Linked DNA regions of Mus musculus: all the other regions are linked to region 2. Evidence: chromatin contacts called from public Hi-C and HiChIP or PLAC-seq data. All regions are on one chromosome and are shown on one strand. The core of a region is the stretch at or near the end of the contact, and the rest is flanking DNA. Distances in the headings are between cores, read along the strand shown. Region 1 overlaps Maml2 (mastermind like transcriptional coactivator 2). Region 2 overlaps Maml2 (mastermind like transcriptional coactivator 2). Region 3 overlaps Maml2 (mastermind like transcriptional coactivator 2).

The links. A called contact is a pair of places that touch in the nucleus more often than the background predicts. HiChIP or PLAC-seq counts read pairs in DNA pulled down with a chosen protein or histone mark.
Region 1: a contact with region 2 is called in a Hi-C map of bone marrow-derived macrophages, with 37 read pairs. The contact joins two enhancer-like sites. A contact is called at or near these places in 3 of 15 datasets of contacts at CTCF or cohesin (the NIH/3T3 cell line and large pre-B cells), 3 of 484 Hi-C or Micro-C datasets (CD8 T cells, bone marrow-derived macrophages and reprogramming fibroblasts), 19 of 115 datasets of contacts at active chromatin or transcription factors (the 230-238 cell line, CD8 T cells, bone marrow-derived dendritic cells and 15 more) and 2 of 9 other capture datasets (adipose tissue and liver).
Region 3: a contact with region 2 is called in an H3K27ac HiChIP or PLAC-seq map of CD8 T cells, with 5 times the contacts expected there. The contact joins two enhancer-like sites. A contact is called at or near these places in 3 of 15 datasets of contacts at CTCF or cohesin (the NIH/3T3 cell line and large pre-B cells), 3 of 484 Hi-C or Micro-C datasets (bone marrow-derived macrophages, cranial neural crest and reprogramming fibroblasts), 18 of 115 datasets of contacts at active chromatin or transcription factors (the 230-238 cell line, CD8 T cells, bone marrow-derived dendritic cells and 12 more) and 3 of 9 other capture datasets (adipose tissue, liver and pancreatic islet).

What each region holds. Positions count from the first base shown.
Region 1 is chr9:13,535,198-13,539,930 of GRCm38.p6, forward strand. All of the region lies in intron 1 of Maml2 (mastermind like transcriptional coactivator 2), which reads left to right. Among named protein-coding and RNA genes, the nearest start is that of Gm51666, 73 kb to the right of the region's middle. Within about 2 kb of position 1,639, at least 103 of the 459 cell types and tissues checked have an H3K27ac peak or open chromatin away from gene starts, as enhancers often do. A contact at or near this core is called in CD8 T cells, bone marrow-derived macrophages and microglia, where this site is marked.
Region 2 is chr9:13,307,604-13,312,514 of GRCm38.p6, forward strand. The region is part of intron 1 of Maml2 (mastermind like transcriptional coactivator 2); the gene reads left to right. Among named protein-coding and RNA genes, the nearest start is that of Maml2, 12 kb to the left of the region's middle. Within about 2 kb of position 3,643, at least 29 of the 459 cell types and tissues checked have an H3K27ac peak or open chromatin away from gene starts, as enhancers often do. A contact at or near this core is called in CD8 T cells, bone marrow-derived macrophages and microglia, where this site is marked.
Region 3 is chr9:13,515,700-13,520,429 of GRCm38.p6, forward strand. The region is part of intron 1 of Maml2 (mastermind like transcriptional coactivator 2); the gene reads left to right. Among named protein-coding and RNA genes, the nearest start is that of Phxr4, 87 kb to the left of the region's middle. Within about 2 kb of position 3,057, at least 19 of the 459 cell types and tissues checked have an H3K27ac peak or open chromatin away from gene starts, as enhancers often do. A contact at or near this core is called in CD8 T cells and microglia, where this site is marked.

The DNA.
Region 1 (4,733 bases), core at 389-2,888, 230 kb after region 2:
AGCAAATGTTCCATTAAGACAACTTCATCCCAGGACTGAGGAGGTGAGCCATCTAGTAAAGTACTTGTCACAAAAGCAGGAGGACCTGAGTTCAAGTCCCCAGCATCCACATAAAAGCCAGGCATGGAGACACATGCCTGTCATTCCAACACTGGGAGCCTGTGACAGAAAGGTCCCTGAGGCTTGCTACCCAACCAAGCTAAGTATAAGAGATCCAGATGCAAGAGAGAGACTCTAACTCAAATAATAATGATAATGATGTAAAGAATGATAGATGAAGGCACACAATGCCAACCTCTGCCCTTTGTGTGCATTATGGGTGGGTGCCCATGTGTGAGAGCACACACACACACACACACACACACACACACACACACACACACACAAAATTCATTCATGTTTTCTTTTATTTCCTTTTAACAAATTTCCAATGGAAAATCATTTCCTTAAGAAAAGAAATGAAGAAAAATATATGTTAAAAATTTTTTTATATCTAACATTCTCTTGTAACTTGCAACTTTAGCCTTTATCACATGTAATCTTAGCCTGCTAACCTTCAGTAGAAAACTTATTTCCATTACCTTTCATATGTTTAAATAATAACTATGAAAACAAGTGGAGCCAGTTGAATAAAAATATAAAGACCCAGATTCCAATCTTTACATCTGTCCCCTTGTGGCAGGTTCATTCTTGAATGAAGAATCAGTTCCCACAGATGTAAGGACCCCTGAACAACAGAAGCAGAGTAGCCAGCAACGACAGCGAGCACAGCAAGCACACCGAAGAGCCGCAGCCAACAGTGCTCTGTCTGCAGGATGCCTGTGCCTAGATATGACAGGAATTAGTGGATCTATCAGAGGGAAAGGGGCTTATTGTCACATGCTCACAGTTGAGTCCCAATTTCAAAGCCGTAGGTTTTCAATTATCTGAAATTAGTCACAGTGAGAAGGGGCCACTTTCCTTTCTTGTCTGTCCCACAATAATGTCCAAAGCTCAGTTATGATTTCACCAGAGAATTTAAAACATCCATTTTAAATGAGCTTTTAAAAGTCTGCTTTCTCTCAGGAGTAACGCGTGGTAAATTAAAAACACTAAAACAATCCACAAAGATCTTGTAGGTAGGAAATGGTGATGGGCTTGAAACTTGTGCTGTGTAAAACAGCTACTCATTTCACTTTAAAAAAATTAAAAATCTAACTCAAAAAGGAGACGCTTTAATCGGATAATGGAAATCCATTTTATATGCATTATGAATCTCTCGTCAAACCATACCGCAGGGCAAGGAGGACATTGCCTCGTGTATTAAACTAGATATGTCAGGAGAATAATGGTGTCTGGGAGCTCATTCCCGTGAGTGGAACCAGATGTGGAAAACATCCAGTGCCTAGCACTGACCCTGAGTCTTCTCTGCTAATAAGATGCGACTGAATTCCAAGAATGTTTGTTCGGTTAAAGGAGTAGCAATTGTTTCTCATCCAGGCTCTTCTTCGGTGTTTGAAACCCTCTCCTGTTGCTTTAGTAGATTATTTAATGATGAACCCAAGCATACAGCCTCCATGTTTCTCTTCCTAGCCCTTGTAGATAACAGCAGCCTTTTCCTGTTACGTTTCCTCTCAAGATGTTTCACGTGTGTGTTTCCTTTCTACCCACGCTCTGTGTTTGCCCCCAAATTTCCATTGCCGGCCCCTCCCACTCATGACTTCACTCTCTCCTCACTCACTCTGACTTAAAGAGATAAGGGACAGAAAAGAAGTTGACTTCCTCAAAAAAGGCATAAAGTTCATACAGAGGGTTTAATGCTTTGAGGTTTTCTGTGAAGGTTCTTCAACCCTGCTTCTGCTCCTGCCATAATAAAACCAACCCCCACCTCTGCTGGTGGGACACCCCCACCCCCAGGCCACCAGGCCATTTGTGCCTGTTGACTGGTTTTCCCATCAGAAGTTCTTAATTATGAGTCAATAAAACAGCACTCTAAAGTCACACCCCCAGGGAGGGAAGGACTGCCTAAGCATTGAGGTCAAGGGAGAAGCATGGGGGCGGGGCAAGATTTGTTGTCTTCCTAGTTATTATTTAGGCAAAACCAGACTTTAAAATATGCATGGAAAAGCTTATAGAAACTGCTAAAATTAGACTTTCAGATTGGTGTTACAAGAGAAAGTCAACTTTTTAAACATGTGCTTGCTTCTGAGCACACACTAGGATATCTTCACTCACTTCTTTTCCTAAACCTAAAAGATCCCAGACCAGTGAGGATCCATTTTTCAGACTTCCCAGCAAGGATTAAAGAGGAGGTATTGTAGTGAGGACTCCAGTTATCAAGATCATATTCCCAAACTAGAAGCATCAGAGAAACAGCTTCACTTAAACAGAGGCCAGGGAGAGCTGTGTCACATGAGCATAAGACTGAGTGTCTGTCAAGTTCAGCAACAGGAGCCATGCTGGAGTCTGGGCAAATTTTGCTCCACGGCCTGTGGGAATCAACTCATTACCGAAAAAGGCAGTGGCAGGAGCCATTCCTATGCAAGACACTACTACTTGAAAATTCTTAGGCCTGTGAAATGTCTCAGTGAGAAAGGGAGCTTGCCGCCAAGTCTGATGACATGAGTTCAAATCCCAGAACTCATACAGCAGTAGAAACTGTTTTCCTCAAGCTGTTCTCTGACCTCCACATATGCACCATCATGTGTGTACAGAGAGAGAGAGAGAGAGAGAGAGAGAGAGAGAGAGAGAGAGAGAGAGAAAGAGAGAATGAGAGAGAGAGAGAGAATGGGAGAGAGAGAGAGAGAGAGAGAGAAAAGAGAGAGGCGGAGACAGAGGGGCAAAGACAGAGAGACAGAGAGAAACAGCGATAGAAAAATGTAAATTACAATCTTAGGAATTTTGGGAATTGAAGTATGTACTTCCCAGGCAATATTTATATTTCTCTCCTTGTTCTTTTGTTTATTCCCTCATTCACTTAAAATCCAAATGTTCTGAACTGTGTATAACACATCAGGTCAGTAGTAAATAGGCATAGTCAATGATTCATTCAAGCATCAAAGAAACGGACTTGAAATCTAGATCTGATTGACCGTAACTAAAACAGCAGTAGCTCTTATTAACCAACTGCCATACTTGACAGATTATCTGTCTGGGCTGTCCCATGTGCATCTAAAGGAAAGGAAGGCAAGCGGCAAGTGTGGAGAAGCACCAGGTTCAGAGATAACACTCAGGATCCTTTCCCACCTGCAGAGCTAGAACACAGGCCACAGCTTCGCACAGGACAGCCTCTGGCTGGGTGGTACCTTGGTTTGTTTGAGTCACCTTCTTAAATCCAGGTCAGCGAGTTTCGATTTTTGTTGAGTCTGCCCATTTGTCCTGTGCTGTTGAGCTTTCGATGTTTGTGTTTACAGTGTCTTCTATGACCTACAATAGTCAAGTTCTGAAGCCAAGTACTAAGAGTTCAAATTGACACCATTCTGACACTCAACAACTGAGTGACCTTAAGTGAGTGACTTGGGGCTCTCTGCACCCATCTTTCAACTGTCAGATGTTCTTATACAGTGTGTTCATGGCAACGACAGGACGAATGTAAACTGCTTAGCATTGGGGCAAGTACCCACAGAGCAGCCCTCATCTAGTCAGCTCCTTTCTCTGTCCTCAGCCACTTTCCTAATTCAGGGCCCTTAAACGGCCTTTAGCAATCTGACAGGCAGTTTGTAAAAGCTAATAGATAATTAATTTAGGAGCAAGTCCTAATTATGCTATATTGTTGTATAGCTTTCTCTGGTACGTGGTATCTCCTGCCACTTACTAAAGTAAGGAAAGCAAACTGCCATCTCTCAGAAAGGGTGAGTTTGTGCGGTCCATACATCTGAGCTTCGCAAGCTACGATGCACACATGCCTGATAAGCCTTGTTAGAAGTGTAGATTCTGATCACATGGGTCTGGGGAGGAGCTGAAGTTGTGCACCTTTAAAATAATTTCAGGGGATGTCTGCACTGGGGCCTCTGGGTACAGCGCAATAAGACTGTATATAGCACACTTAAACTCTCTCTGGGTCAGCGCACATGATCAAACATGCTTAAGCTATTAAGACCCACAACGACATAATAAAGACAAAAAGAATAGCCTGAGGAGCATCTCCAAGGTTCTAAAGGCCAGGTGCTCATTTAAGTTGGAGGACCAGGGAACACTAGCGATGCAAATCATCTGAAAGCCTTGTTAAACTCCACTGCTCCATGCCCTCCCTGGGCTTGGGTGAAACTTGCCCCCCTGCATTTTTCACAAACTTCCAGGTGGCACCAGGGCTTCGAACCTGCAGCTCATATGTTGTTTTCTTCCTCAAACCAGTGTCTAAGACTGGGAGGGAAAGCTGAGTAGCTGGCTTGGATGTGGTTCCTGCCAGACAGCAGCAAATTCCTTGACAGCTGAGTTTCCATGGAAGAGCTAGGCCTCTGCAGGAACGTGGGAAGCCTTCCTCAAAGAGCAGTACCCCTTCTGCAGCACCTGTATAAACAGACTGGAAACAAGCTGCCTGCAGAGAAACCTGCAGTGTGACACCTGGCCAGAGCACAGTTGCTTGTCTGTGTGAAAGCGTGCAATGCTTCACCGCCCCTGCCCCACGGTCTCCAAGTCCCACTGTTTCCCACTGTTTCTGACAATTTCATGCAACAGAAGACCCCAGGGGAGAAGGGTGGCAGGCCTTCCTTGGGCTTGGGACCTACTGGAAAGGGCAGTTTCCCTGAGAGCAG
Region 2 (4,911 bases), core at 2,393-4,892:
ACACTGTAATCCCTGGTATAAGGCTGTCGTATGCTGCTTAACATATAATAAATGAAAATGGCTAGAGAGGCAGCCAGATTATGTGGGATTACACGCTCACATGGATGGGGTTTTTTTACCTCTCGCCTCTAAATCCTGCACTCGCAACATGTAAGGGAGTGTGTTTCTAGCAGAAGCAGTCTTCTTCCCTATTTTATCCCATCTCCATCCTGCCTGTCCCCCCAGAGGACTAGTTCATGTAGCTCTAAAAATAGGCTACCAGTCTACAATTTATAAACCTGTATGAGTCTTCAGAGAGAAAACAGGCCAAACTCTAGATGAAAAAAAGTAAAGCTCATTAAAACACAAAACACACAAACAACAACATTAGGAGGAGGGAGAGAACACAGGGCTTTTCACATCTGTTTGAGGCTACACAAAGTGTCGTTTATCAACATAACTTTAGAAACCATGAAAAACGTAGTAGTAGAACATTGTCATAAACATTACAATTCTGTTGGTGGAGGCAGCGTGGGACTGGAAATCTTTCTTTCGGGTGGTGTTAGTGATCATACAATGCCCTCCGTCTCACATAGCCCTTTCCATTGCTTCTTTCCCATTCAGAAAAAGAATGGTCGCTGGTTCTTCCTTCAAACTTAATGTGACCTCATGACTTGCTTTAACCAACTCAAAATGACAAGAATGACATTGTGCTATACCTGAGGAGGTACTTGATGTCCTCTTGGAACCGAGACCCAAGACGCTGGGCCTGCCTGGGGGCTGTATATCACATGCAGAGAAGGCAAAATGTTCTTCCTGCAAGGGCACCACTGTCCTCAAGTGATTAAACCCCACTCCTCCTGCTAGAAAACCACCCTATGCAGCCTGCAGAACCATAAGAAATTCCTCTTGGCTGCACCAAGACACTAAGATTGGGATATTTTATAATATCACAAAGGTTGACTGAATCAGGGCTGGAAACCAGTACAGGGCAATGGCTGCTGGATTTATGCATGTTTCTGAGGGTGCATTACTTTAAGATAATACTACATCCCTCCAAAGGTTATATTAGATTATACTTGAAACCGGCAAACCCAGCTGTCAGCACAGTGATCAGCTCATGACCCAGGTGTGCTTGCTTCACCTGTCCTTTGACATCCACTGTCCTATCATGTGCATGCAAATTCTCCTGGGCTTCCCTAACTAACTGCTCCTCGGAACATCATTTTTCCCTCTTTCCTCCTAACTACCAGATTTCCAACATTCTTGTTCCGCTCCAGGGGTCACATCTGCCTTCGGTAGTCTACTCTTAAAATAGAAAAGGGTTAACCTCATAAAGATGTCACTCCCTCTCACTGTTATGCTGCCCTTGGGAGACTCAAACAGCATAGCAAATATATACGACCGATGTAATTGCGTTCGATCCTGGAGGTCACTGAGGACTTGGTGAGCTGGGACAGAATACAGGGAAGAAATAGATTCCATCTTTAAAATCATCCTTCTCGATTTCCACTTGCTTTTCTGTGGGAAATTACCCTACTCCGTGTGCCTTGTTTTAACCTTTACAATACATGAATACACAAATGAAGGGATGGTTGAGTGGTATCACATTAGGCCCAAATGCTGCCTGTATTAGTGATGCAGTAAGAGTCTAACATAGAAAGCAGCGATGCCAACTAGCATCGCTGAAACTTAAGACCTTCTTCCCTTCGTTGGTATTGACGTCTATTGTTATTGCTATCATTATTATCATCGTTATTGTAAAGCAATAAGGAGAACCTGGTGAGTAGCTTTGGTTATCACTGAGGCCTGTTTCAGTGATACACTTTTGAATACTTCCTGCATATAAGGATTTTATTTCTCAGACTTTAGTATCTTTGGAATTGTTTTTATTGAGGAACAACAAGAAAGAGTTAATAAAGATGGGTATTATCTACTATTTAAAAAAAGATATTGGTCAAGAGAGTCCGAAGTAGCCTCAGTGTCCAGCTCCAGCCATGTCAGAAGGGGCAGAGCCCAACAGTGTTCATTTCTTATTACAGGGTGCTTAGTGCAGGGTGCTTAGTACAGGGTGCTTATTACAGGGTGCTTAGTACAGGGTGCTTATTATAGGGTGTTTAGTACAGGGTGCTTAGTACAGGGTGCTTAGTACAGGGTGCTTAGTACAGGGTGCTTAATACAGGGTGCTTAGTACAGGGTGCTTTGTACAGGGTTTCTTAGACAAGGTAGACAGCCTAAGAAACATGATCGTCAGAGGAGTGCTTTGTTTAGTTTGTTTGCGACTGGAGCCTCATTCCCCAACTCCTACAAATGCCAGTTGCAGCATTTTCTGTGGAATAAGGAGGATTCACGAGCTGTGTACCACCATGAGATGATAGCATGTGATGCAGCGTATAAAATGAAATGTGGGTCCTTCTCAGGAGCTGACGGCTGTTCAAGTGCACACATCAGTCCCCCCATCTGTTTGTCTCTCTCTCATAGACACACAACAATTGAGAAGTGCAGATTGATGGACGGGATTCTATCCTTGTCACCACTTCATCTTTAAAATATGTTTCCTCTTTAAAGGGGGACTGTAAAAGACAGTCAGAGAAATTGGCTTGGGGGATGGGATTCGGCCCACTGCTATTTTTTCCTTATCACTAAAACCTTAAGCAGAGAGCATAATCACCTATCTCCCCCAGGGCAGCCCTAAGCCCTGAAAACTCAGCTCTGTTTAGGGATTTAATAGAACTGGAAAGAAGAAATAAGCAAGATCTGCTCCAGCACACCAACAAAGGAAACATTTTCACAAATATTAGACAGAGAGGAGTTCTCAGCACACACCTCGCCCTCCCTCTCTCCAGAAGCAGCTAGAGCACAGCTCTGAATTCAGCATCCTATCACTCTCAGCATCTTGGGGGTCTTTGGATCATGTCTGAGGCTCCAGAACAGCTGGGTGCATTTTCTTAACAAAGCAAGATGTAACTGGCGTGAATCAAAGCCTCCTTTGGTCGAGGTTGTCACAGTGTTCATTGAAGGACTTCATTGTCTGTTAGGTTGGAGTCACAGAGATATTGACTTCCCCCCAGTTGCTTCTAAATAGCTTGGAATTTCTTTTGTTAAGGTTTTTAGATGAAAATATCTTGGTGTTATGCTGTGCAATGTGACTTTTCTTTCTTGATGCCTAAAGCAAAGGATATTAGGTTGCCTTTCTTCTGTCTTACTTTGCTGAGAAAATGTATCCAAAGTCCCCATGATGCCTACATACACACACCACAGCACATACAGACACACACCATACACACACAACACATGCATGTAACACACACTCATGCACACATACAACACACATACAGCACATGCACACACAATACACAATATACATACACAACATGACCAATACACAAACACTTCACTCAGAATAACTGTTTTCAATATATGGATACAAGGTGGGTATGAGAGTGATTTTCAGAGAAAATTAGAAACAAAGAAATGCATCAAAGAGTATTTTAAAAATTCCTGTAAAAGATAATACAAAACCAAACAAAGTCACACTGACTTACAGAAACTAGGAACAGAACAATGTTAGGAAAGCTAGTGATAGGAAACTTCTAGGCTGGTCCAGGCTTCTACCACAGTGGTTCTCTTGGGCTAATCACCCATGTCCCCAGCAACCCGGTTGGATCTGGCTCGTGAGTATTCTGCCTGCTGAATTAGTCTTGTCACACAGAAGTCAGCTGTAGTATCACTTCCTGGCCAGACCTCAATGGCTGCTTAAAAGAGCAGACACATGGCTGAGCCACCCTAATTCCTGAATCCTTTAGCTCTTATAGCTTTTATTTTCTTCATAACTTTTACCATGAAGTTTATTTTACCATTATCTGAACTCCTGGTTTCTGTGTCTTTTCTCTTTCCCACTGACACCCTAAACTCCATGAGACCAGAGGCCATGATAGCCTTGTTTACAACAAGCATCCAAGGCCCTTAAAGTCCTGGAGCTACACTGTAGCTATCTGTGAAATCAATTGCCAGATTGTTGGGTTTTAACCTGTAGTTATCATATCTAGCTTCTAGAGATGGGAATAGAAGAAAATGGGGAGACAAGATTATGCCAAGGTCCTATATATTAAATTGTGCATTTAACATAGATGTACCTAGGATAGAGGGTAGGAGGGAGAGTGTGTTAATGTGATTAAAAACAGGATCCCATTGAAAGATTCAGAGGTAATATCTTAAAATTTTTACCAGGTTCAAGTTCTTGTCTTGTCTCTTATGAGAGGACAATGTTGGTGTAAGGATCAGGGAAAGGTGTGGGCATTGAATGATTATGTGTTGGGGCCTCAGCCCAAATATCTCATTGGACGGAGCTTACAGCTTAGTATAAGGAAGGAACATGACAAATGTGACTGGCAATGCATAGCACCTTGCTCCTTAGTTGAAGACATATCTGGGTTAATTAAAGGAAAGCAAATCTGAGAAGCACTCTGGAAAGTGAGAGCCACAAGAAAAAGTCTATCCTCAGACTTCTCAGAACTCCCTTTGCACCCTTTGGCACAGCAGCTCCGCCCATCAGTCTTCCTGGCTCCGCCCAGGTCCTACTTTTCACTAGTTTGTGTGCAATGCTGAGAGTGAGGCTTTGGTGCCTTAGAGCAACCGCAGTCCTTCAATCACTGAGGGTCAAGAACTTTAGAGAAAATGCTCCACTAAAATCCTTTAGTGGAGAGTCCCATTCTGCTTGAGAATGGAAACACTGGGTGGAGTGTTGTTTGTTGGTCAGTGTTAAGGACCTGGATTAGAGCCTCAGCACTGAAGAAGAAAAGGAAGGAGTGATGGAAGAATGAAAGGAAGGGGAGGGGAGGGAAGTGAAAAAGGAAAGGAAAGGAAAAAGAAAAAGAAGGGAATGAAGAAAAGGGACGAAAGAGGGAAAAAAAGAGAAAAAATAGAATCAGA
Region 3 (4,730 bases), core at 1,807-4,306, 210 kb after region 2:
AAGACTTAAGACCCAAGCAATGTTTATTTTTGTACTTTATAGTTAAATATTTTATTTTAAATACTAGTTTACTGAGAAACATACCTAATATCTCACAAACTAATAAAAAGAGATACCCTTGTGTCATGACAAGGTGCTAAAACTTTACAAGGAAAATTTCAAAAATATTTGTAACTTATTTTCATTGAGTTTCAGGTTTATCTAAAGTTTATTTAACTTTGATTAATTTAAATTTCTTTATTTAAAAAAGTGATCATATTTAGCTGGGTGATAGTGGTGCTTTAATCCCAGCACTTGGGAGGCAAAGGCAGGCAGACCTCTGTGAGTTTGAGGTCAGCTCAAAGTAAGTTCCAAGACAGCCAGGGTTACATAGAAAAAAACGGTCTTAAACGCCTTTCTCCCCTAAGTGATCATATTTAAGTTATTCTGTTCTCAAGTTTCTGTCTGTTGTGTAAGAGTCAAAGCCTGGTAACAGTGTTAATCTGAATATCTTCTTAGAAAGAGAGGAGTGAGTCAGATGGTGTGTAACTTAAACAAGTGATGCCTGCCTGAGACAGAAAGAAAGAAGTTTGGGTTCAAAACCCAAAGTTTTGAAACAGATGATTAAGATAATCATTGACTTGCATATGTATGATATAAAACATTGCTAGCATTTAGGCCCTAGTACCTATTTGAAAATCACATGTGACCTCATAGGCCAACGGTCTCTATGCACGGTGGGATCAGGATTGCTGAGGCTTGTGCTGGCTGCCAGTCCGGCCAAACTATGGGGAGCTTCAGTTCTATGAGACACTTTGTCTCATGGGAACAAGACCAGAGAGTGACAGAGAAAGACACCCAATGTCTTCTTCTGACCCCAGAACCATGAATCTGTGTATCCCCCAACACGTAGACCACACACACACACACACACACACACACGCACACGCACACGCACACGCACACGCACACTCTCGCACACACGTATTCACATGTGAGCAAAATAGTTAAAAGATATGAAAATATTGTGTGTGTGTGTGTGTGTGTGTGTGTGTGTGTGTGTGTGTGAGTTGTTTGTGTTTCCTGATGTAAAATCCTCTTAGGTAGAAATATATGCAAAACTATTTATTTAAAAGTGGGCAATTTCCACATACTTTAACCATTTTGCTCACTATATGTGTGAATGCATATGTGTGTATATGTGTGTGTGTGTGTGCTTAAACTAATATGAGCTAGTCTATGCATATGGGAGACTCTAAAGTTCATTGCTTGATATGAGAAAGTTTCTTGCTGAAGGATATAACCAGCTTTTTCTTTCCCTGTTCAAGTAAGCATATTGGAAACCATGACAATTAAAAGACTGTAGATTTTTAAATGCCTTCTGTAGATTTGCCTCCTTCAGGATGCAGTCTGCCCAAGTACATTTCAGGGTGAAGGTGGTTGTTACTCTGTGCATGGTCTCTGAGCAGAGTGCTACTAGTGGCCTCCACTATGAGATTCTAGCGATACTAAAAAGGTCTCATCTTAAAATACCTTGGGTCTTAATGTTGTGGCCCTTAGAGATTTGGGGTCTAGTTGTTTTTCACTAACAAGTAAACATCTCTAGCACTTAGATCTCTTTAATAATAAAGCTGTACTGAAAACACACATTTTCAGAGCCCTCTCTTTGACTTCCGTTGCACAGGCCCAGGCAGGAGAGCCCACTGCATTCAACAAGCGCCTGCATGACTGTTATAACTGGCCTCCATGCCACTTTGTGACACACGGAGGAGTATGACATATACAACGAGTACAAAGAGCAACTGTTACCTAGCTCAAAACTTGGTGCATCTGAATGGCTGTCTAGGTGCAGTACCACCTGGGTGTTCTCCTTTAATGTCTATAGCCTCAAGTGTCTCCAGGTGAGGCAGAAACAAGAACTCTGCCACAAACTCCCAGAGAACAAAGACTCATTTCCAAATGCTTCTTAATAATCCAAGAAGTCAGTGTGAAATCCTCATAGCATGTACAAGACGTACGAAACCTTCCTGAATTATATTTCATTCCCCAGTGCCAGACACACTGAGTTTGTATCACAAAACCCTGATAAAAATAATAAAAAACAGGTGGCCTGTCAAGTGGCTTTTGTAATTGGAAAACTAGGAGTTGATGTATTTTGCAAAGAAAGACAGTCTGACCCCAGCCGATTAGCCAGTGTCCTTTCTAGGTACTGAATAAGCTACATATTGGCAGGGGATAGAGTTCCTCACCACATAAAAAATGGGAAATTAAACAAGAATGCTCCTATGAGTTGGAGAAAGTAAATCTCTATTTTGTAATTACTGTAGCAAAAACTGTCCAGGTCCTGAGCCACACTTCTTTATATGATGGAAGGCTCAATATGGAAGTTAGAAAAACCTTGTAAGAGTGTCCGTATGGAGAAAACAGGAAGGCAGCTTCCTTTCTGAACATACACCATTTCCTGGAGAGGAAATGGGGGCTTAAAAAAATGTCCTTTGTTGGCTTTGTAACAGAGAAGTGTCTTAGAGATGGCCATATATGTTTACACAGGCCAGGACATTGACCTTCAGTAGAGTGCCTTCCTCATGGGATGCCTTGGATTGGTCCACAGGCTGTTTGTTGTGTTCTTACGGGATTGTTGATCCAACAGCCACATGCATGCTTGCCTGGACACTTTGTTAAGAAGCAGAGTCAAACAGCACCCTGCAAAGTAGCTCCAAACCCTGTTCCTATTCTAAGGACACTGCTGCCCCGAGGGCATGAGCAGAGTGCAGAGCAGCAAGGCCTGAGCATCCCCCATATGCCACAACATGACATCCCTCATAGCTGGGACCTGAACAAGTAGTACAGATAACTGCGGAGAGCTTGACTATTGCGGACATATTTGATAACTGACTTTATTTAATGGCAGCCAGAGTACTAGAGTGACTGCAAGTTATCAACCAAGTGGCAGGATTATAAACATAAACCACAAACCACTAGATCCAAAGGCTGAGACTGACAGTACCTAAATCTGTGTGTGACTGTGTGGGTGAGGGTGGATGTGTGAGTGTGTGGTTTGTGTTATGTATAGTGCTGTGGTGTGTATGGTTTATATAGTGTGGTGTGTATGTGTGGGTGTGTCTGTGGTGCAATGTGTAGTGTGGTGGTATGTGTGTATGTGGTGTGTGGTATGTATGTATGTAAGTGTGGTATGTGTAGTGTGTGGTGTGTCTATGTGGTATGTATGTAGTATGTGTGTGCATATGTGTTTAGGTGTATATGGTATATATGGTATGTTTGGTATGTGTATGTGTGGTGTGAGTGTGGAGGGATGTGTGTATGTGTGTGTGTATATGGTGTATGTGGTATGTGTGTGGTGTGTATGTGTGGTGTATGCTTATTAGTGTGGTTACATGCACATGTACATATGATATGGGCACATGTGTGTGAGCATGTCTCTGTAGAGGCCAGAGCTGCCTTCCCTGGATCTCTAGACTGGTCTTTCCAGTCTCTCACTGAACCTCAAGCTCATGGGTCTGACGAGGCTGGCTGCTTATACGAGCTTCAAAGGTTCTCTCTTGTCTCTGCCCAAGGAGATGGATGGTGTGACAGGCATCTTGTGCCACACTTGGACTTTTACAAGGGCTCTGAGGATCCAGATGGAGGTGCTCAAGCTTTCTGGGCAGATTCCTGACTGAATGAGCCATCTCCTCAGCTCAGTGCCCAACTTTTAAATGGTGGTTTTAATATCATACTGAGTCTTGGTCTATAAGCCTTTAAAGGGTTTTAAAAGATAGGCTTGCAAATAATAGAAACACACCTTTGCAGATCAATGTCACAAAACAGAAAGCTGTGCTCAGAGCACATACCCCAAAGCTACACATTTCAAGATCCAGATATAAGAGAGACAGACCTCTAGCTGGCGCAGCCTCAAGACACACTGCCTTCCACAGAGGGCAAGGCAAAGCTCCTCATGAAAGCAAAGGGTCACGGTACCAACCTTTTCTCTTAATCATTGTGAAAGAATGCTAAGTTCAAATTTCCTGTGTGTTCCAGTTCTAACACATTATGGTCTGTATATCATTTTTATCTTTCTTTAATTTTAAAAAATAATAGTCTCAAAATATTCATTTAAAACTATTTGGTTTCTCATGGTTTTCCCCCAGCATTTTCTCCAAGCATGTGATAAATAATATTCCAGATTTACAGAGTTACTCCCAAGTCCACACCCATATTCTAATATTTTCTATTATTAGTTTCTTACCTTTGTGTCTTTGTGTGCAGACTTTGCAGGCAAGAACAAACGAAAACACCTACGCCTTCTGACTTTACGTCCAGGGAGTGCAATGTGAACCAGGCCTCCCAGTGCTGTGGTGTCCTGGTGCCCTCTGGCCGATTCAGTCTGCCACAGAAATAACTTCCCAAATAAAAGCTTTTCTCTTATTTCATGTCTGATCTGTCATCTCAATCACTCTTCTTTTGCATCTAAAGAATCTCACTTTTTTTAAAGATTTATTTATTATATGTAAGTACACTGTAGCTGTCTTCAGACACACCAGAAGAGAGCGTCAGATCTCGTTACAGATGGTTGTGAGCCACCATGTGGTTGCTGGGATTTGAACTCTGGACCTTCGGAAGAGCAATTGGGTGCTCTTACCCACTGAGCCATCTCACCAGCCCAGAATCTCACTTTTAATAATGTGTGTAAACCAAACATGTTTTCTATGTTCACAAGCCATTTTTAAAAGATTAAAGAACTGTTTGTATAG